Regions from separate parts of the Macaca mulatta genome. Here region 2 is linked to region 1. Evidence: chromatin contacts called from public Hi-C data. All regions are on one chromosome and are shown on one strand. Each heading gives the region's core, a stretch centred on a gene start, on an enhancer-like site or on the middle of the called end of the contact. The rest is flanking DNA. Distances are from core to core; before and after follow the strand shown.

The links. A called contact is a pair of places that touch in the nucleus more often than the background predicts.
Region 2: a contact with region 1 is called in a Hi-C map of fetal cortical plate, with 2.1 times the contacts expected there. The contact joins the promoter of EED here to the promoter of LOC114672368 in region 1. A contact is called at or near these places in 2 of 14 Hi-C or Micro-C datasets (fetal cortex germinal zone and fetal cortical plate).

What each region holds. Positions count from the first base shown.
Region 1 is chr14:86,667,851-86,670,812 of T2T-MMU8v2.0, reverse strand. LOC114672368 reads right to left here and starts at 1,451. Exons shown (of 3, transcript XM_077964165.1): 1 at 949-1,451. The coding sequence starts at 1,245. It overlaps PICALM (phosphatidylinositol binding clathrin assembly protein), which reads left to right and starts at 1,347. Exons shown (of 20, transcript NM_001266499.1): 1 at 1,347-1,578. The coding sequence starts at 1,449.
Region 2 is chr14:86,839,110-86,842,071 of T2T-MMU8v2.0, reverse strand. EED (embryonic ectoderm development) reads right to left here and starts at 1,370. Exons shown (of 12, transcript NM_001261266.2): 1 at 1,129-1,370. The coding sequence starts at 1,242.

The sequences.
Region 1 (2,962 bases), core at 202-2,701:
AATGTAGAGGCTCTAATAACATATAAAAGGCTTTGTTATGTATGGTCTGGGTCTCATTCAATAGTATTTCAGGATATAATACTTCTTTTAAAATGTCCACAGGGCAGTGTCAACGTCTTTCCATGGAAATCTGGCTCACCCAATAAGAGAAAAGAGGCCAAGGAAAGAAAGACTAAACCAAGAGAGATGGCAGGCAGCGATGTCTGGACTATTTGAATAGGACTTCTCCATTTACCGCCCCTCTCACTTCCTTCTATGGTCTGGACCTTTAATCACCACAGCAGTCAGCCATGTAGGGTCAAGCTAATCGCTGTTGACATCATCCTACCACTTCCCTTTTCAAATTCCAGTGAAGCTATGTGTTTCCTGTCCTATTCCACACCCTAGAGAATGAATACGGGCCAGCTAGTATCTAAATTTAGAATGGCAGCAACGTGTCGGGTTTTCGGAGTAGAGATAAACAAAACCAGGTGACATTTCCAAGCCTCCCAAGGAAAGGGGGTAAAAAAAACCTTTCTGGGGTAAGTAAATAAGGAGAGCTTCAATAGTTCCACGGTAGAGAGAGGCCTGCTGGCAGGTTCAGAAAATAGGCCGCCTGGAACCTTCTCCTTTAAGCCAGGAGGGCGGCTTTGGGAGGCGTCTCGAAATACATTTCTTGACTCTGCTAGGAAAGCTCGGGGAGCCAGAGGCCTAATACCCCCGACTTCAGGGGAAGCTGTGACGGCAGCGGCACCTCCTTTGTCAGGCTGTTGGTTTCAACCACAGACACGAGGACACACTTGAGTTGGGGGTAAGTGGAGAAGCCTGCCGCCCCGCCCCCAGCACGCCACCCTCGCCATTCCTCTCCCGCCCCGCCCCCCGTCTGTGACCCCGCGGGCCGAGCCTCAGGCGACCTGTTGGCAGGGAGAGTCACGTGACGCGCCAGCTGCGCACTCCCCTCGGGCGGACCTCCTGTTGCGCCTGCCTGGCGAGTTCCATCACGTAACGCGCGGGCGCCGCCCCGCTCTTCCCTCGTTGAGCGAGGGAGGGCGGGCGTCGAAGAGGAAAGGGAAGGGGAAAGGGGCGGGAGAAGGGAGGAGGGGCGGTGTCCGAGTCACGTGACCCGGGGGCAGCCCGGAAAGCTCCGAGGAGGAGCCTGGCGCCGCCATTTTCCTGCAGCTGCCTGTCCCTCTTACCCTGCCCGGCTCCAGCTGACCAGGGAAGGGGTGGGCTGAACTGAGGCGGGGGCAAGGGAGTGCCCGACATCTTGTCCGACTCCGCGGGTGATACAAGCCGGTTCTCTCTGGACTGGGTGGCAGCGCGCGGCCCCGAACCGCGCCCCAGGCCGGCAGGCGGGGAAGGAGCCGGTGGGGGTAGGGGGTGCGGTGGGGGGTGGGGACCCTCCGGCTCTTGGGGGTCCCAGTCCCCGCCGGCTGCTGAGCGGGTGGGGTGGTGGAGGAACTGCAGAGATGTCCGGCCAGAGCCTGACGGACCGAATCACTGCCGCCCAGCACAGTGTCACGGGCTCTGCCGTATCCAAGACAGTATGCAAGGCCACGACCCACGAGATCATGGGGCCCAAGAAAAAGCACCTGGACTGTGAGTGAAACCGACCGCGGCCCCCCTCCCAGGCGCCCGCGCGACCCGCGTCCTTCTCTCCCTCTCTTTTCTTTCCCCCGTCTGCTGCCTCTTCCCTCCCTGCGTCTTCTCTGGCACGGCGGGTCCTGTGCCCGTTGGGCTGTGTTCTTTTGCTTCCATCACACCTGCCTTCACGGCCTCCGCTCCCCATCTCAAAATCTGACAAGCCAGTCCCCTCCCTATTCCTAGGGGACCCTCGCCTCCTGTCCGGTGCGCTACCACACCCCATCATACCCAACCAACTTGCCTCCCCACCTGGCTTCGCACCCCCTACCCGTCTCCACTGCAGCCTTCTGCTCTCCCTTCCCACCCGTCCGGTGCCGCCTTGTCGCCCTCGCCTGAGCGTCTGCCCAGCCCCATTGTTTCTTCATCAGCCTTCTTCGGGTTTCCGCAAACGCCTGGTTCCTTGCACCCAAATCCCTGTTATCCCTCCGGGCTGCCTCCCTTGAAGTGATCCCCCACTTCCTTTGCTCCACTAGCTGCTTCTCCCATCCGTTCCTGGCTTTCTCGTCTACCTTCCCTCCCGCGTTTGGGTTACCTTTCATCGCCTCTTTAGTAGCTTCAGTGTAGTTTTTTTTGACTCATTTTATTTTAAATACCATACCCACTTACCCGACTTTTATTTCAGATTACCTTCTTTGTGAGATTGAAAGTAAAAGGATTCAATTTGGTGTAGGGAAAGCTTTCTGGAAAGTTGGGATTTTTATTTGCCTCTGGTGGAATTTAATCATTGTGTTGTCCGTACTTTTGACTGGGGTGAGTTTGTGACTGTCAACTCTGCTCCCCACCTTTTCAAATGGGGAGCTGGAAAAAGGCTTTTTGCTGATACTCTTATCAGTTCCCGGAACTGTTAACTCTGGCGGCTTGAATTCAGAAGCTTGAGTGTTAAGCGTAGACTGTTGGAATTCCAAATGGATTGATAAATTTACTTACAAATAACATACATCCCTTAAAAAACATTGGCAAGATGATGTTTGATGGTGCTTGAGTTTGGATACGTTTTAATTATGCCAGTTACCTTTTGAGGAACCAGCTTCTCTTACACGACACAGTATTCGTCCATTCGCTAACGTAGGAGCTGACTCCTCGGAACTTTTTTCTAACCTGGAAGTCACCTGTAATATCCTCCTTTTTCTTTGCGCTCTTTTACCTCAGGGTACAAAGCTCATTGGATCACTCAAGCCAATGGAGCTTAGACCTGAAACTTTTCAGGGAAAAATAGGGAAATAGTCACGATAAATAAGTTCCCTTTTTAAATGACTGAACACATTAGTCTGACTGGCTTTCATCATACATGAAAGTTACTTTGCTTTACTGTTTGAAGCAAGAGTGAGCATGCCCTGAA
Region 2 (2,962 bases), core at 121-2,620, 170 kb before region 1:
CTAGGAATTATGACATAGAATTTAGAAACTGAATGTGGAAGATGTAACATTTATTCCTAAAACTAGCCAAACTGAGAAAATGAAGAACTTAACGCCACTCTCTGAAACATTTTAAGGATTTTTAAGATAGTCACAAGTTGTCATATATCATGAGAAGGAGAATCACCTTTTGGAGTAATATCTTTGAATAAATTGTCAAGATATTTCGTTGACCCTACTGGTTATCAACCTAAAACATGAAACTGAAAGCTTATTTATGTCAATTCGGCTCTTACTGGTGAGTCAACTAAAACCCAGTTGGGTTAAATGTTGGTACCGAATGATTACGAATATCCATTTCAGAACTTAAAAAAAATCTGATTGTAAAACATCTCGCACTTGGCGAAGCCAGGAGCCCATCCTTAAATACATCTGCCTATACCACTGTTGCCTAAATTCTTCCAGGTCGCCCCCCCCCCCCCTTTATCTTAAGTAAAAACGTTCAAAGAAGAAATCGCCCACTCTTACTCCTTCCTCAAAAGTAGTCACTCCCCACCCCCAAATCAAAAATCGATCCTCTCAATTCGGCTCCTCCTACAGAAAAGGCGACCTTCAGGCGCACCCGGTCTCCGCGGACAGGACGGAGGCGGACACAAAACCCCCTTTAATAAAGTCCCCCAAACTCCGCAAATCGAAGATCTCTTTCCAACCTGAAAATTCCACAAGGGTCTTAGAGTGACAACCCTTAACGCTCCTTTAACAGGGTCTCTAACTCTGCCCCATCCTTCCAACTTTCTTAGAAAAGTCTCTAACTTGCCTTTTAAACTATTAGAATCTCAGACCCGCACTCTCCCCTTAAATCTCCCCAAAGGCCAAAACACTCCCCATCACAAGCAAACTGATTTCAGGGCAGACCTCTCAGACCCAGGCAAACACTAGAACCACTCTCCTTCGCCTAGTTTCTGTTTGCTCTCGGCCCCACATCAAAATCCCCGTAGACAATTTCGATTTTCTCCCGCACGCCCGCGTTTTCCTGAGTGACACCTCTCCCTCCCCCCCACAGCAGCCCGCTCGTCCCCGCGCCCCCCGTTTTAAAAGAATTTAAAACTTTTACTCCGGAGTCTCTTAACTGCCAGGAGCTGCACTTACATTCTCGTCTCCAGAGAGGTCTGGGTTGCTGTTCTCGTCACTGCTCAGCTTCTGCTTCTTCGCCGCAGGCATGTCTGTTCCCGCCGGCGCAGTCGACACTTCCCTCTCGGACATATTCCTCCGCCTCCCTCCAGGTTCCTGCCGCCTGGGGCGGGGCCTCCGCCACACCGCCGTCAAGCAAGCCCGGCCCGAGCTTGCCGCAAAGTTGCCGCTGCCGCCGCCACCTCCACCGCCCCCCCCACTGTCGCAAATCGCGCCCAGCCGCCGAGGCGGGCGTGCGTGCGACCCCGCCACACTGCTGAAAAAGGGGCGCGCGCGCGCGCCCTCCCGCGCGGCTTCCTGGCTCGTTCCCTTCCCCAATTCCCGTCTTGCCCTTTTCCCGCCGCCCTCCCGGCAGTCTACACGATGTAAGATCCGTTGGATTAAGAGGGCAGTATTAAGTATGTCTCCCTTCCCACCACCGCCTCGGGAAGAGGCGAAACTCAAAGGGATGCTCCCTCACCCCCTTCCTCCTTCCAAAGACGTTTCAGCCGCAATTGGCCCGTTCCTTCGATCTCCGACCCGCTGCTAGGGAGCGAAAGTCTGTGGAATGGGCTACACCACCAATGTCCCAGGAAATGGGGGAAGATACAAGACGTCACCTCTTGCTTTAGCTGTGCATGCCACGTTTCCTTAATCTTGGACTTGGATGATAGCGCTTCCTGACAATTCACAGAACTATTCATAATCTAATTCTTCCTTGAAGATAGAAATACAAAAACAGTAACCTGCTTCCCCCTGACTTCCCCCATCTGGCGAATGGAAAGTACCCTTCAGGGGATGCGCAGGCGCCGTGGCGTACTCTTGCGCTGGGTTCGTGGAGACCCGCCTCCTCCAAGCCCCTCCTCTGTTTGAATTCTCGTTTGCTGAACCAGGTAGTTTTCTCCCCGGTTTCCGAATCCCAGGGTGGATTTCAAAGCGCTGCAGATTATACTCTAGACGTTTCATAAATTCTTGTCGGATATTTATTCTGTTGACTATTTATTGTAATGAATGATTATCCTTCCCAGTTGCTGCCATTAATGGTTAAGACTTAAATAGAAATATCCGAAAATTACGAAGCTAGATTCCAATGAGTTACAGCCGAAGTGCTCTTTTTAGCTGCTAAAGTATGATAGGCCCTGAACTGCGCCAAGGCCTAAGAATCAGTGCTCATCTCCAACTATTATGAGACTGTGAGACTTAACCGACAATGTTTTGTTTGTTTTTGCACATTAGATACAATGAAATTCTAGAAGGCAACACAACTGTTATACTTCACCAAAATATTTGCCTCTGTTACTATATCTATTCTCTACCAGGTGGCAGATAACATTGGTGAGCCTTGTGGAATTATTATATGGGCCATGAAACCATAACTGAATGAGCAGCAGGAAACGGAGAATGATGAAAAATAAAATACGGCATCCGCCACCCCCCTTTTTTTTTTCTTAGAACATGATTGTGACTACTTATCTATTCGGGCTTCTGTAAAAATGTCCTCATCTGTAAAAATGAGGAGGTAGGCAGGGACCTACCATTTCTTGGGCACCTACTTGATGTTGTATATCTTTTCTCTTTTAGACGTCATTACCCACCTAGAGTGCACCATCCATAAAATTCCAGTATACATGAATTATTTCTGCATGATAACTTTATAACCAGGACATCAGTTTCCTTATCTGCAGATTGCAAGTCACTCTTTCTTTTGCAGATAAAGAGACAACTCTTGGTTGAGAATGAGAAAAGGAAGTAAAGCAACGGCAGGTCAGAATAAGAGGTTTTTGCAGTGAAGACTTTGAAATGAAGCTGAAAA